Linked DNA regions of Mus musculus: region 1 is linked to region 2. The links are chromatin contacts, called in public Hi-C maps. All regions are on one chromosome and are shown on one strand. The core of a region is the stretch at or near the end of the contact, and the rest is flanking DNA. Distances in the headings are between cores, read along the strand shown.

What was found. Hi-C and Micro-C count contacts between places; a contact is called where the count stands out from the background.
Region 1: a Hi-C map of cerebellum shows a contact between it and region 2, with 1.8 times the contacts expected there. The contact joins two enhancer-like sites. A contact is called at or near these places in 4 of 484 Hi-C or Micro-C datasets (the HL-1 cell line, cerebellum, nephron progenitors and 1 more).

The regions. Positions count from the first base shown.
Region 1 is chr9:53,068,935-53,075,288 of GRCm38.p6, reverse strand. No RefSeq gene overlaps it. Among named protein-coding and RNA genes, the nearest start is that of Ddx10, 180 kb to the left of the region's middle. Within about 2 kb of position 2,923, at least 25 of the 459 cell types and tissues checked have an H3K27ac peak or open chromatin away from gene starts, as enhancers often do. A contact at or near this core is called in cerebellum, where this site is marked.
Region 2 is chr9:52,937,307-52,943,913 of GRCm38.p6, reverse strand. No RefSeq gene overlaps it. Among named protein-coding and RNA genes, the nearest start is that of Gm39339, 63 kb to the right of the region's middle. Within about 2 kb of position 2,668, at least 29 of the 459 cell types and tissues checked have an H3K27ac peak or open chromatin away from gene starts, as enhancers often do. A contact at or near this core is called in cerebellum, where this site is marked.

The DNA.
Region 1 (6,354 bases), core at 1,674-4,173, 130 kb before region 2:
CTCAGAAGAGAACCCAATGCCTACTTCGAGATAAGCAGTGGCTCCCACACTGAGCTACATCCCCAGCTCCTGTCAGCTTTGAGAATGAAAGGCTTCTCGTTGCCTCAGAGCCTTTGCACATGCTGTTTTCTGTGTCTGGAACACTCCTGGATGCCAACACGTTCATTGAACATTATTCAGTTCCTCGTTGATACTTCTCTGTGTCTCTCAAATCCTGTTACATCCTGCTGTATTCCCCTCACACCCACAACTCCTGCAAAACTTGCAACTTGAAAAATCATCCCAGATTCTCAGTCTAAAATGTAAATTTGCCTCGTTCAATAGACGCTGGCTCTGGCCATTAATGGAGCATTCATAGTCTTTGGAAATGGTGTAGTTGTTTTAAATGGATTTTAAAACCAGATAGAAGTTGTCCTGGGGAAAAGATATGAGCTCAAGGAGAGAGAGGTTTTGCATAAAGAGTGTTAAATATGAACGAGATGTCCCTGCCTTCGGAATTGAAGAAATGTAACTGTGGGAAGCAGATATTCCAGAAAGTACCAAGGAAGCATGTGTCTGACCTTGGCTTCACTGTGCTCCTGGCCTCTGGGATGTTTGTGTATGCAGATACCATTTCCTATTTATAAACAGTCCAGAGGCCTTGTAAGTAGGGAGGTGGACTGAAGGACAAAGGTTACTCTGTGGGGTTAGAAGAGAAAGCAGCTGTGGTTGGGGAGGCTAATGGTGTTTTGTGTATGCATTCAATCACCTTTGATAACTTGCTGATGCGCTAAGCACTTTGGGGGTATGGGCCAGGTAACTGATAGAAGCTCCAAAGCCCTAGGTCTTTAGAGAACAGGGGAAGAAACAGTTTGCCTGGCCAGGTGGAGGGTGCTGTAATTGAAAAGTTACAGAACAGCCCTCAGACAGAACTTGGGTTTTCCTTTCACAAAAGAGGGAAGGGGCATTGCCAAAAAGGGGTTGGCATGAACTTGAAAAACCTGTGTATAGCAGTAGCAGGAAGCTAGAGTACACCAGGACCCCAGGCTGGAATGCAGCAGCAGCAACAGCAATAATGGCCCTCATTTAGCAGACACATCTAGGTACCTTACCGGTCATTGCTTAAGTGGGGTACCCATTTTAGTGCAACATGAATTTTGCAGAAATTGGGTTTTGAGCCCAGGAGTCATCTGACCCCTCACCACCACAAAGTATGCAGCACATTATCAAATTAATCAAAAACTTTATTAACCCAAATACGTTTAGATTTTTTTTCCTACTCTTTCCTCTCTTTCGTTCCCACAGACTCATTCTTGCCCTTCAGTTCACCTAATTACCCCCACTTCTGGGCTAATTTATAAATAGGAAGCGACAAGTGCATATCCCTGATACAGAAGAGGCCAGGGCTGACTGTCGAGTGGACGCCCAGAGGCCCAGCGTTATGCCCCTTGTTAAGGAGGCTGAATGCCATGTCGGCCTCTTGGGAGAGAAGCATTTGAGAGGAACTTTCCATCTGGAAAATGACACATGCTTTAGAAGGTCCATCCTGAGAGCTGTGTGCAGACTGTGCATGATGCCCAGAGAGGCGAAGAGCAAGGACACTGCCAGCTGCCAGGAGTGTAATCTCCTCAAAAGCAACCCCTACAGGTGATCTGATGGAGTGCAGGAGTTGTAACCACTGTGAGAGGACGAAAATTCTAGAAGAGTTCCGGGAAGGCAGGGCAAGCCAACTGGAAAGCTAACCTCCGGACAAGAGTGACAGTAGATGAGTCTACGTCTAGACGTCTCTGCACGTGGAGCGCCCTCATTCTTTTCTTCACATACACTGACTTGAACTGTGCTGTCCCCTGCTATCATGCCCACCTGAAACCCCACAGTCAACACCTCATTTGGAAATACGAGTTTTTCCATATGAAATGAGCTCAGACAGGGGCTTTTGAGAAGATGGTGAATCTGTCCCTGAATAGAGGATGTATGTCTGTCCCTGACGTAGAGGTCTCCAAACTTAATAACTGCTTTACTTAAGAGGGGAGGAAAGCAAGCTCCCACAGGGGAGGCAGAAACTGAAGAGATGCTTCTAGACGTCAGAAAAACCAAAGGCTGACTGCCAACCACCTCTGGAAGCTTAAGGAAGAGGAAGGGACTTCTAGAACAAAGAGAGAGGTCGCAGACAGAGACACACAGAGAGACATATTCACGGAAAGACAGAGAAAGAGAGAGACAGAGACAGAGACACAGAGACAGAAAGTGAGGCAGAGACAGAGAGATAGAGACAAATGGTCAGGCATGAACACATGTGCACATTGAGACAGAGGGTCTTTTCTAGTACTCTGATTTAAGACTGTGAGAGAAAACATTTCTGTTAGTTTGGGCCACCCAGTCTGTGGCTATCCCAGCAGCCTTGAAGAGCTGGGGAATTAATCTATCAGAGAAGATGTAAACCTCCAAGCAGAGGCCCAGCTCTGCGTGCCGGATTTGAGGGACACACTGTAGTACAACTTTCAGGTTTGCCCGGCTGCCGGGGTGGTTAAAGACGTTGACTTTGGGTCAACTCTCCTCTCTGCTGTTCCATTCTCTATCTTGGATGACTGTCAGCAAGTAGCATCGCAGCTCTGGGCCTCAAACCTTGCCTGCAATGTGCTATTATCGCAGTCTCATCTCACCTCTGAGGATGATGTTTGGGGATTTAGATGGTAAGCATGAATGGTTAGAGTTGTTACTATTACCCTTGCTGATGGCATTATTCGTATGGACTATGGATGGGAAATAAAATCTTCCAAACCCTCTGGGAATTTAAAACCTAGTCTGGCCAAGCATTCCCCTGACTCTGTGTATCATCCACCCAACCCCGCACACCCATGCTGCCACATGCCATGGCCTTGGCAATGTGCATTACAGGAGCTCCAAGCACAGGTCTGGCACCGCTCTGCATGTGCGAGCACATGGCTCTGCTCCCCGGAAACCATCTGTGGTTCAGATGGCGCGATGTGCCCTGCACACCAGGCCTGCTGCAAGGCTGTTTGATCCAGAAAAGGCTGTAGAAGTTGCCAAGCAGTGGAGAGAGGCCGCAGCTGTTAGATCCCTGGTATTACACCTCCAGGTCCCGAAAGGCCCACCTCAAATGCAAGGGTCTGGGAAGAATTCCAAAAGCATTATTTGGAGTCTCTTTCCCAGTCCCAGCTTCTCCCTCGGGTCAGAGGAGAGCAAGTGCTGAGCACACCAAGCCTGAGTTTTTAAGCTCGCAGCAGAAAGTTTAGGAGAAATTAGAAATGTTCTCTGGAGTCCTTCCCCTGTTAGCCTGCGTTAGCCTGCTCTGGATGCCTCTGTAAGTCCAGGCTTCCAGCTCCTAGGGACAACATCATTTTGTGCTTCATAGTTCTGACTTGTGGAGTATAAATACAGTAAGATGAACCCAGCCAGCGCCCACAGGTCACCTTACAAAGCAAAGGCTTTTTAGTCTCCTGTATTAGCTTGAGGCCTGTAGCTTTCGTTCTTTAGTTTTTTTTCTCTTAGCTACTTTGCTTGTGGGTTCTTATTTTATCTGTCTCCTAACAATGTCTTCTCTGGCTCAGCTCAGCTCTTGCTGGCTCAGTTGCCACCCACTGTCTTCTCTTCTCAGTTTGCTTGTCCAGTTCGCTTTCACCTGTGCCCGCTTTCCCCTCTGTTCGGTCTCTTCACTAGTATAAGGGTTTCTGCTGGCATGTGAGGATGTCCTGGGACTCAGAAGCCCAGAAACCACACAGCTCCAAGGGAGGACAGTGTCCCAGTGGAAAGGCATCCTGAGACAGGGGAGCCCAGGAACCACGCAGCCTTGAGAGGAAGCCGCCTCAGCAGAGACGGTGCAGCTCCCAGGGGAGGGCATCCCTAGCCGAGCTCAGTAGCTCAGGGGCCTTAGCCCTGCTCCTCCTTCTCTTCTTCCCTTCATTGCTTCGCGGCTTCTTGCGGTGAGAGTCACACCAGGCAGAAAAGCTCATCAAAGAGATTTATTGGACAGTCCAGGGTGTGGAGGGATGAATCTAGGGGTGGATGCCCTCTGCTCCTAGGAGCGGACAGCAGAGAATTGAACAAAAGACCGGGCTTTTATAAGATTTCTTAGGGGGCGGAGCTTGTGAGAAGCTCAGGATTGGTGGGGTTTCCTGCTCAGGGATTGGTGGCTTTTTTTTTTCCATCCCCCTGCATGGGGCCCATGGGTTAGGGTGGGAAGCCCTTCAAGCTGCAACTGGCTAGACACTGTCTCTGAGGAACTGCTGGGGAAGGCAGGAGAGGAGGGGCTGCCATCAAGGACAGCTCCCACGGGACAGCTCCTGCAGAGGTGTTTCACCAAGGCTGTGGGGCTGAGGCAGAAAAGATGGTGTTGCCACTGTGGACAGCTCCAGTGATAGCTGCAGGCTGAGGAGGCTGTCCTGGTGCCACCATTTTGATAGGAGTCGCCATTTTGGCAGCCCCGGGGGTTGATTAAGGAGCAGTATCTTAGCCCAGCTGCAGGCTGGGTGGGAAGAAAAGGCCTGCTGCTGTGTTGATGGGCTTTACAGCATGACACTTAGGGACTAGATCTACCCTACTCAGTCTTTTTTCCTGTATCTACTGTCATCTCTGACCCTACACTTCTGTCTCTTGGACCCTACTTCTGCTTACTCCCCAGTCCTACGGCTCTCTCTCCGACTACTACTCTCTCCCAGCTCTCTGCCTCTGCTGGCTTTAATATCCTCTCCTGTTCCCAGAAGTCCAAGGGCCAACTGACACTATAGGGCATTGGATCATTTAAAGGGCCAGGAACATAAATTATTTCATACTATAGAGGCCCAATGGGACTTTTCTGACATCCTCCACCTTGAAAACAGATCTGCCATTATGGAAGATGAAGATGAACATGAATCAGTTGATTCTTCTCACTGAGGTTATGTGTATGTGCCTCCACATCTGGGTTTTAGGTGGGTGCTAGGATGTAGCTCAGGCCCTCCTGTGTATATAACAAGCATTTTACCAACCAAGCCATCTCCCCAGCAAATAGCTTATTTTGAAGGCATAGCTGGATTTTGGGATGGTTTGTTATTCATCAGTAGATACCTGGAGTGCTCACGCCCTAGCCCAGGTGGAGAGACTGGAACACAAACAGCAGAGCTGAGCACTTTCTGGTTGTGCTTAACAAAGTAAAGCTGGGGCCCAAGGCAGGCCTGGTGCATTGGATTCCTTACCAGCGGAGAGTCCAGGCAGAGCCAGGGCCCACCCCAGACACAGGCCAGGGGGGTTCAGTCTCTCCCCACTTTCACCAATCAAGTATCCCTTTTGCCACAAACCTGTGAATGAGCAAATATAAGCAGAGAAAATTCTGTAACACAAATATCTCAAAGATTAAAAGGCAGAGAACAGGATCACATATTCTACCGAGTTAGGCTGCTTTCTGTCACTGTGACGAAATACCGGAGACAATCAACTTATAAGGATGAAAGGTTTATTTTGGCTGCTGATTTCGAAGTCTTCATGGTTTGGGGCCTGTAGCTACATAGTTTACTATGGCAGGGACATGTGACAGTTGATGTCTGTTTACGTCATAGAAGTCAGGAGAAAAAGAGAAAGGCAGGAAGGGACCAAGTCCCCAGAGCCTGTTCCAAAACTCTGTGCCCCATTAACCCAACTTCTTCCATGTAGCTCTCATCTCCTCAAGGTTCTGAAATCCTTGCCTGTAACACAGGCACCTTTGTGGCCACTTAAGATATAGACTACAGCATTTCTTCAGGACTAGTATGGCTGGCAGTGTTGACAGAAGTTTCTCATTTGTGCAAACCTGAGGGTTCAGTGAATATTGTATGTGCACTGAACTAAAACAAATAGGAAAGCCCAGACAGACTGGCAGCACCGAGGAAAACAAATCCTGAAACAGGTCAATTCACCTGACTTCTGTCGGGAGATATGCTTTCCATTTCCCCGTTTGTCTTTAATTCAGAGCAGGCCTGGTCCCAGTCTATTCTCTTGGTGCTTCTGATTCCCCCACAGAGCCCTTATCATAACTGTAATTAATTGATTTAAGGAAACATCTGCTCACAGCTATGCTCCCTGCCTAAGAAGCTCCCAGGCAGGGTGGGCTGGGGGACTGGTTCTCCACTGAATACTGAGACCCCAGTTAGGTTAGATACTTGTAGAAACTTACCGAATGCATACACAGTTCGGCAAGGTGTGTGTGACATCCAGATGGAAAGGCCCTGGTGGTCCTGCAAGCCAGCGTCTTAGTCTTTATGTGGAGGCTTTTATGTGGGCCCTGTACTCCTGGTCTTGCTCTGTGACCCTCCTGTGGGATCAGGGGCCTGCCTTTAGTTTTCAGTCAGCTGGGTGTGTGGGCATGAGTAGCAGAAACAGCTAAGAATCTCTTCACCAAGC
Region 2 (6,607 bases), core at 1,419-3,918:
GAGCAAACAGAGCACCAATAATGGAACCATTTCAGATGTGTGACACCCTGACATGGCACCCCTGAGCATGCATGCACACGTACACTTTGGTGTGTACAACAGCAGACTCCCCCATGGTTGTTCAGCTAAAAACTCAGAAAAGATACTTTTTTGTTTGATGCTAAATTCATAGCCCCCTCACTGCGAATGGTGTTCCTTAGACAGGGTTCAGGATAAGGAATGAGACAATGGAGGAAGCTGGCAGTGAGGTTTCTGGGTCATATTACTGTTTGCCCTTCCCTCATTACTCTGGATTCATTGAGTTTGGGAATATGTATGGCAGATCTTTGGTAAAATGAGGAGTGGTTGTACAGCAAATGTGTTCATGTGTATTTGCTATGGGCCAAATCCTGTCCATACCCAACTCCTGGTAAGGTATGTTGAGACCCTAATCCCAGTGCCTGGGAATGTGGCCTAATTTAGAAATAGGGTCTTTGAAGGTGTAACCGGGTGACTGAGTTCAGGCTAGAGTACAATGGGTCCTAGTGCAGGGTTTAGTCTTATAAGATGAGGGAAGTTGAACACAAAGGTTCACACTGGGAGGAAGCCCAGGAAGCCAGCAACAGAGACTGGCCAAGGGATACAGAGGATGGCTGACATTGGCAGAAGCCAGGCACAGGCACAGGCACAGGAAAGATGCTTGCAGAATAGGAACCAGAGCTGCTGACTCCATTTCTGTCTTCTGGTTCCCAGAACATTGAAAGGATAAGCAGAGTCCTAAGTCACCCAGTTCAGCGTGTTTGTGACTGCAGTCCCAGTGAGCTAACACTGTGACTCAGCAACAGTGATTTCTGCTTTCAGGATTTTTTTTAATACTTTTTGGTATGATTTTCTTTATTTTCTCATTTGATCTAAAACCCAGAAATCTAACTGCTATACACTGAAGCTCTCCAAGATTTGGGGTTTGATACAATATTTACTTTCTTTGTCTTTCAAGAATTATTATTAAAAAGTAACTTTCAAAACTATAGGCATGGTAGACTGATGATATAGCTCAGTTGGTAGTGTTCTTGCCTGGCATCTATGAAGTCTTGGTCCCATCCTCAGAGTCACATAAACTGGGTGTGCTTCTGCGTGCCTGTGACTTTAGCCCTCAGGGATGGAGACAGGACGGCCAAGGTCAAGATCAACCTCTACTACCAATGAGTTTTGGCATGGCATCCATCCTCCCTTGTTCCCTCCCTCCCTCCCTCCCTCCCTCCCTCCCTCCCTTCCTTCCTTCCCTCTTTCCTTCTTTCATTCCTTCCCTCCCTCCATCTCTCCCTTCCTCCCTCCCTCCATTCCTCCCTCTCTCCTTTCCTCCATGTTCACACATACAGAGAATACACACACACACACACACACACACACACACACAGATACCACAGGTCTTGATAAATTGAACCCTATTGGTTTTGGTGGTTTGCCATTGTCAATGAACATTCACATTCTTTAGACAATACATAAAGAATTCTCTATATTTATAAGGAGAATGTGAACAAAGAAGAAACAGAAAAGGAAAAGCTTATATGGACCCAAATTCATTCTCTCTCTCTCTCTCTCTCTCTCTCTCTCTCACACACACACACACACACACACACACACACACACACACGCACACACCATTTACACCATACACACACACACACACACACGCACACACCATTTACACCATACACACACACACACACACACACACACCATTTACACTATATAGTTCTAAGGAGAGATCTTTTGGGTTATCTGCACATAGACCTACAGCCAGAGACACAGATCTTCCCAGAATCCTTTCCTTGGCCAGATATGCTCTGCCCTAGGACACACTAAGCTTGCTGCTTTCAAAGTACAACACACATGTACAACACACATATACATTGATCTTTTCTTCGTGCCTTTCCTCTCTGGCTCTTTTTATGTCCCCCACTAGATTGCAGGGGTCCGGAAGCAGAGCCCTTTGTCTTCTGTCCTCTCACTCTTTGTTTTGTTTGTTTTCAGTATCCTGCCTGGCAAGGAACAGGCTCTCAGTCTTGGAACAACATGTCTCTGCCCTCAAGGGCCCTGCAGTGAGAGTTGGCACCTTTTTACAAAACAGCATTGACAAATGGCAGCTGCTTTGTGTCTGAGCCCACATTTGTTAATACTACTTTTTAACAAGAAGTCCTGATTGCTACAGTGGCGCATATACACCATAACAATAAGGATTAGCCTGAGGTTAGCTTCCACAGCCGGGAGAAAGGCAGGGAATATGTACAGATGTGGGAAGGTTCAGGGTGATAGTTTCAAATTTCTGGCTTTATACAATCCTCTCTGGAGCAGCAGATTCAGGTAACTGTGGACACTGTTACTTTAAATTAGTGCTGGTTTGCTATTGACTTGCAGGGTGGGGGTGTGGATCTGAGCTACTCCTCCTTATAGCTGATCTGGCTGGGAAGTAATGGTGGTGGTTGGAATGAATCCATTCCTCTCACTGGAACCTACTTGTTCAGGATTTATTGGCTGTGGCTGCTGCGTGTTCACACTTTTCTTGAAGTGGCCTTGATTATTTATTTTCGGGAGGTGGCCTTCTCACAGGAGCCCATCTGTCTAGTGTCGGCCTAGGCTTGTCCATCAGCAGCAGTGGCCACCATGGGCATGGTGCCAGGTGCCAGCGGAGCACTGCAGGCTGAGTGGCTTTCTGTGCTTCCTCTAATCCCCCTGCCTTCCCCTTCCCCCGCCATGTGTGTATTTCCATGATAAATCACCCAAGAAAGATTTCCAATGCATTTTGACAGGATGAAACTGTGCGATTCAGCTTGATCTCGTTAAGAGCCCCATAGCCAAATCCCCCCAGCACTGAAGGCAAGGAGCGCTTGCAAGCTGTTCACGGATTGTCTCTCTAGCTGAGGGAGAGAGACTTGACTGACACTCGGCTGACTTTCTGCCCTTGACCCGGAGGGGAGGGATGTTTACTGCATGTTCTACTTGCAAAATCCCTGTGTAAGTTCAGTGGAGACATTTCTCTAAGGGCTGAGCACCTAGACCACTGAAGGATTTACTAACGTCCTTCCCTCCCCTCCCTCCTCTCCCTCCCTCCCTCCCTACCTCCCTCCCTCCCTCCCTCCCTCCCTCCCTCCCATGTGGCCATGCTAAGTGTAATAGGCACTGCCATACATAATAAATAAGGCCAAACTCCATGTCCTCCAGGAGCTCACAGTGTGTTGGGGAAGAAAGATAAGCAGATAGATAGTCATTACCAATGTGGGCCTTGTATAACAAAAAAACAGCATGAGGAGAACGGAGGGATGGTGGCAAGATGACAGGCTTCCTGGTTGAAGTAATGAATAGAGTGGGCACAGTGAGTTTGGGCAGTAGCATGCATAGGCAGAAGGGTTTGCCATAGCAAAGGCCTTCTTGCTGAGATACTTGAATAAACACAAATTTTTGCTCAGGGACCATAATTCTTATGGGTTTCACATCCCGAGGATGTGTGCTCTCTGACTGACTCTACCCTGCCCCTGCTCTCTGTGGATCTTATATGGGGTTTTAGCATTCTGCTTAAATAGCCCATATATTTTCAATTCACCCTTGCTTTGAATTCACTGCTTTTTCCTTGACATTATTAGCTTGTGGTACTTTTTATTCACTATGCAGTCAGTTTAAAAACCAAGCCAAACCAAACAACACTCCCCTCCATTTTCCTGGAGGCAGATGGTGGTACCCATGACCAAGAAAACTGAGGCTAGGTTTATGTCTTCTTACATTTTAATTATCGATACTTTTCAAAGAGGAGACCCAGGTTGCGTCCAACTGACAGACAACTCTCATTCGTTCTCTGTTACTCTTTGATCTCCTCAAAGACAGAGAACAGTGGTTTCCTAAGTCCATCCAACATAGAAAATCCAACTCTGCGGGACTTGAAGAAGATTGTTATTGGGTAACCATCAGTACACACGACTTGGAACCCGTACACAAATGAGATAGCAGTAAATTCCAGAACCTTGGCCAGAAGATCTTCCATCTGAAAATCAGAGTAGACGTGGTGGTGGTTTTAGTCCCCGTCCTGTCTGCAGTGGCTCACATTTAGGGCTCTGTCATTGCTAGACAGTCAGCCACTTTTATTCTGCACTGGAGAGAGGAGGAATTTTTTTCCAGGCAATTAGCTTTAAAAAGAGTATGGTTCCTTGGCTTTACTGAAATGCCAGGAAAGATTATGAAACCTCTAAAGATCAGAAAAAAAATTCAAGATGGTAAATGACATTTTATTCATTAGGATGGATTTCCAAGTTCTTCGTGCCTCTAAAAATGTTTTGTCCTTTGTTCATTGTAAGGGGTCTTTGGAGTTCCATTAGTCATACTAACAGCAATAAACCTGGCTTACTTTCACGCTGTACTTTGCTTGAGTGTATGCAATTCAAATTATAAATGAGATTTCTTGTATGGGAGAATAAGAAGAGAAGGTTTCAAAGAATGACTTGTTCCCCCATCTTTGAGGAAATTTAATAATTGTGTAACTTACTTCTTATCCCTAGGACAAAATGTCGGAATGAATCAACTTAAAGTGCATGTTTATTTAGGTTCCTGGTTTCAGTTCAGGTCAGCTGATTCCATTGCTTTCTGGTCTATGGCAATCCAGAAACATCACAGCAGAAGGGCACAGCAGTCTAAGAAAGTGGGAAAGAGAAGGGTGGGGGTGCCTAGAGACAAGATGCACCCTTCAGTTATGCATGTAGTGATCTACAAACTTCTTCCAGCTATGCCTCGCTTTCTGGTAGCTCATTCAGCCATAAATTCATCAATGAATCAGTCTTTGACATTAGTGTCCTTATGCAGTCACCTCCTAACAGTGACATCAGTTGGGGACCATCATGCCTTCAATGCATGAGTTTGGCGAACTCTCCTGACCTAAGCCGTATCAACAACCAAGTTCAGTCTGTGTCTGGAGTCTGCCTAGGCTCAGCTGTGAGCTTTAACAATTCACAGGCCAGGGCTCACAGGCTTCTGAGCATTCTCCTGTCTCTGCCACCTCATGTGTCACCTGCTACCACCCCAAGTCCTCCCCGGAAACTCCCACATGCTCTTCTCAATCAGTTTTTCACAAGGTGGAACCTTGCCCTTTCAGCCTTGGCATGTCTGCCTGGTGATTCACTCTTTCCAGGCTGCACATTGAAGGGCTGAGCTTTGCATTATGACAGACTGGGCAGGTACCTGCGCTCTCTCTCCCCTTAAGCCACATCTGCGATGCCTCTGTCCCTCACACTGATCTCTGACACCAGCCTTCTCTTGAGGGCCATGTCCTGTCACCATTTGAGGCTTTGCTCATTGTAATTGTCACTAATATTCTGGTGTTTATAATGTCACTTTGGCCTCTCATTGTACCTATTGGCAAGCAGTATAATCTAAGCCTGTTTCCCACCTATGCTATGTGGACGGCGAAGCAGCAAGATGTCTATGTCATGTATCCTCTTGGGTTTTTCTACTTTGTAAGTCCAAAAAGTCAAGAAAGCACAGGCAGGCATTTCAAGTGCAACTGGGCATGGTTCTCCATCTTATAGCTGACCATCCTGGCAGAGGCAGCAGGCGGCACCCTGCCTTCTCCTGACCAGTGAGTGTTTTTTTGAGACAGGGTTTCTTCATTTAGCCCTGGGTATTCCAAAACTCTGTGTGTGTGTGTCGACCAGGCTGGCCTCAAACTTGCAGAGATCGGCCTGCCTCTGCCTCCCAAATGCTGAGACTAAAGGCAGGCACCACCACATCCAGCTCAGTGAGTGTTCGATGGAGAAAATTCAGCTGAATCCCAGATGTAAGGCACATCTGGGTTACATATTCTACCAATAGGAGAACATAGAATTTTGCTATTTTACTTTATGGTTGCACCATCAGGAAGGCTTCTGTCTTGGTTAGAGTTTTATTGCTGTGAACAGACCCATAACCAAGGCAAGTCTTGTAAAGGACAACATTTAATTGGGACTGGCTTACAGGTTCAGAGGTTCCGTCCATTATAATCAAGGTGGGAGCATGGCAGCATCCAGTCAGTCATAGTGCAGGAATAGCTGAGAGTTCTGCATCTTCATCTGAAGGCTGTTAGGAGAAGACTGGCTTCCAGGCAGCTAGAATGAGGGTCTTAAAGCCCACACCCACTCCATCAAGGCCACACCTACTTCAACAGGGCCACACCTTCTAATGGTGCCACTCCCTGGCACCATCACCAACTATCACAGCCCTATAAGGGCGATGCAAGGCACATGCATTTACCCTCATTTGCACACTCACTTCTCATGAGTGCACTCGCTATGTTAGAGACAAAGAAGCTAGGGCTAGGAAAGATGAGGTGATTTGCCTAAACTCAATCCAAGGACAATGACCAGAATTGGGTTTATTTCCATGTGCCTGGCTTCAGAGGCCCCTGATGTCTCAGCTCCATGATGGCAGCTCTTCCTTTGTACAGCAAGCAGGCCAGCTCTTGGGAGAAGCACTCAGGCCATTAGCAGGCTCTATGAAGGCAGGCTGTCATTTTTTTTTTTTGTCCTTAGTTATTTTGAATTGTAGGACTAAGTACTCATTATCTTATTTGAGCCTCATGAAACATCTGTGAACTTGAGAAGGCAGCAGT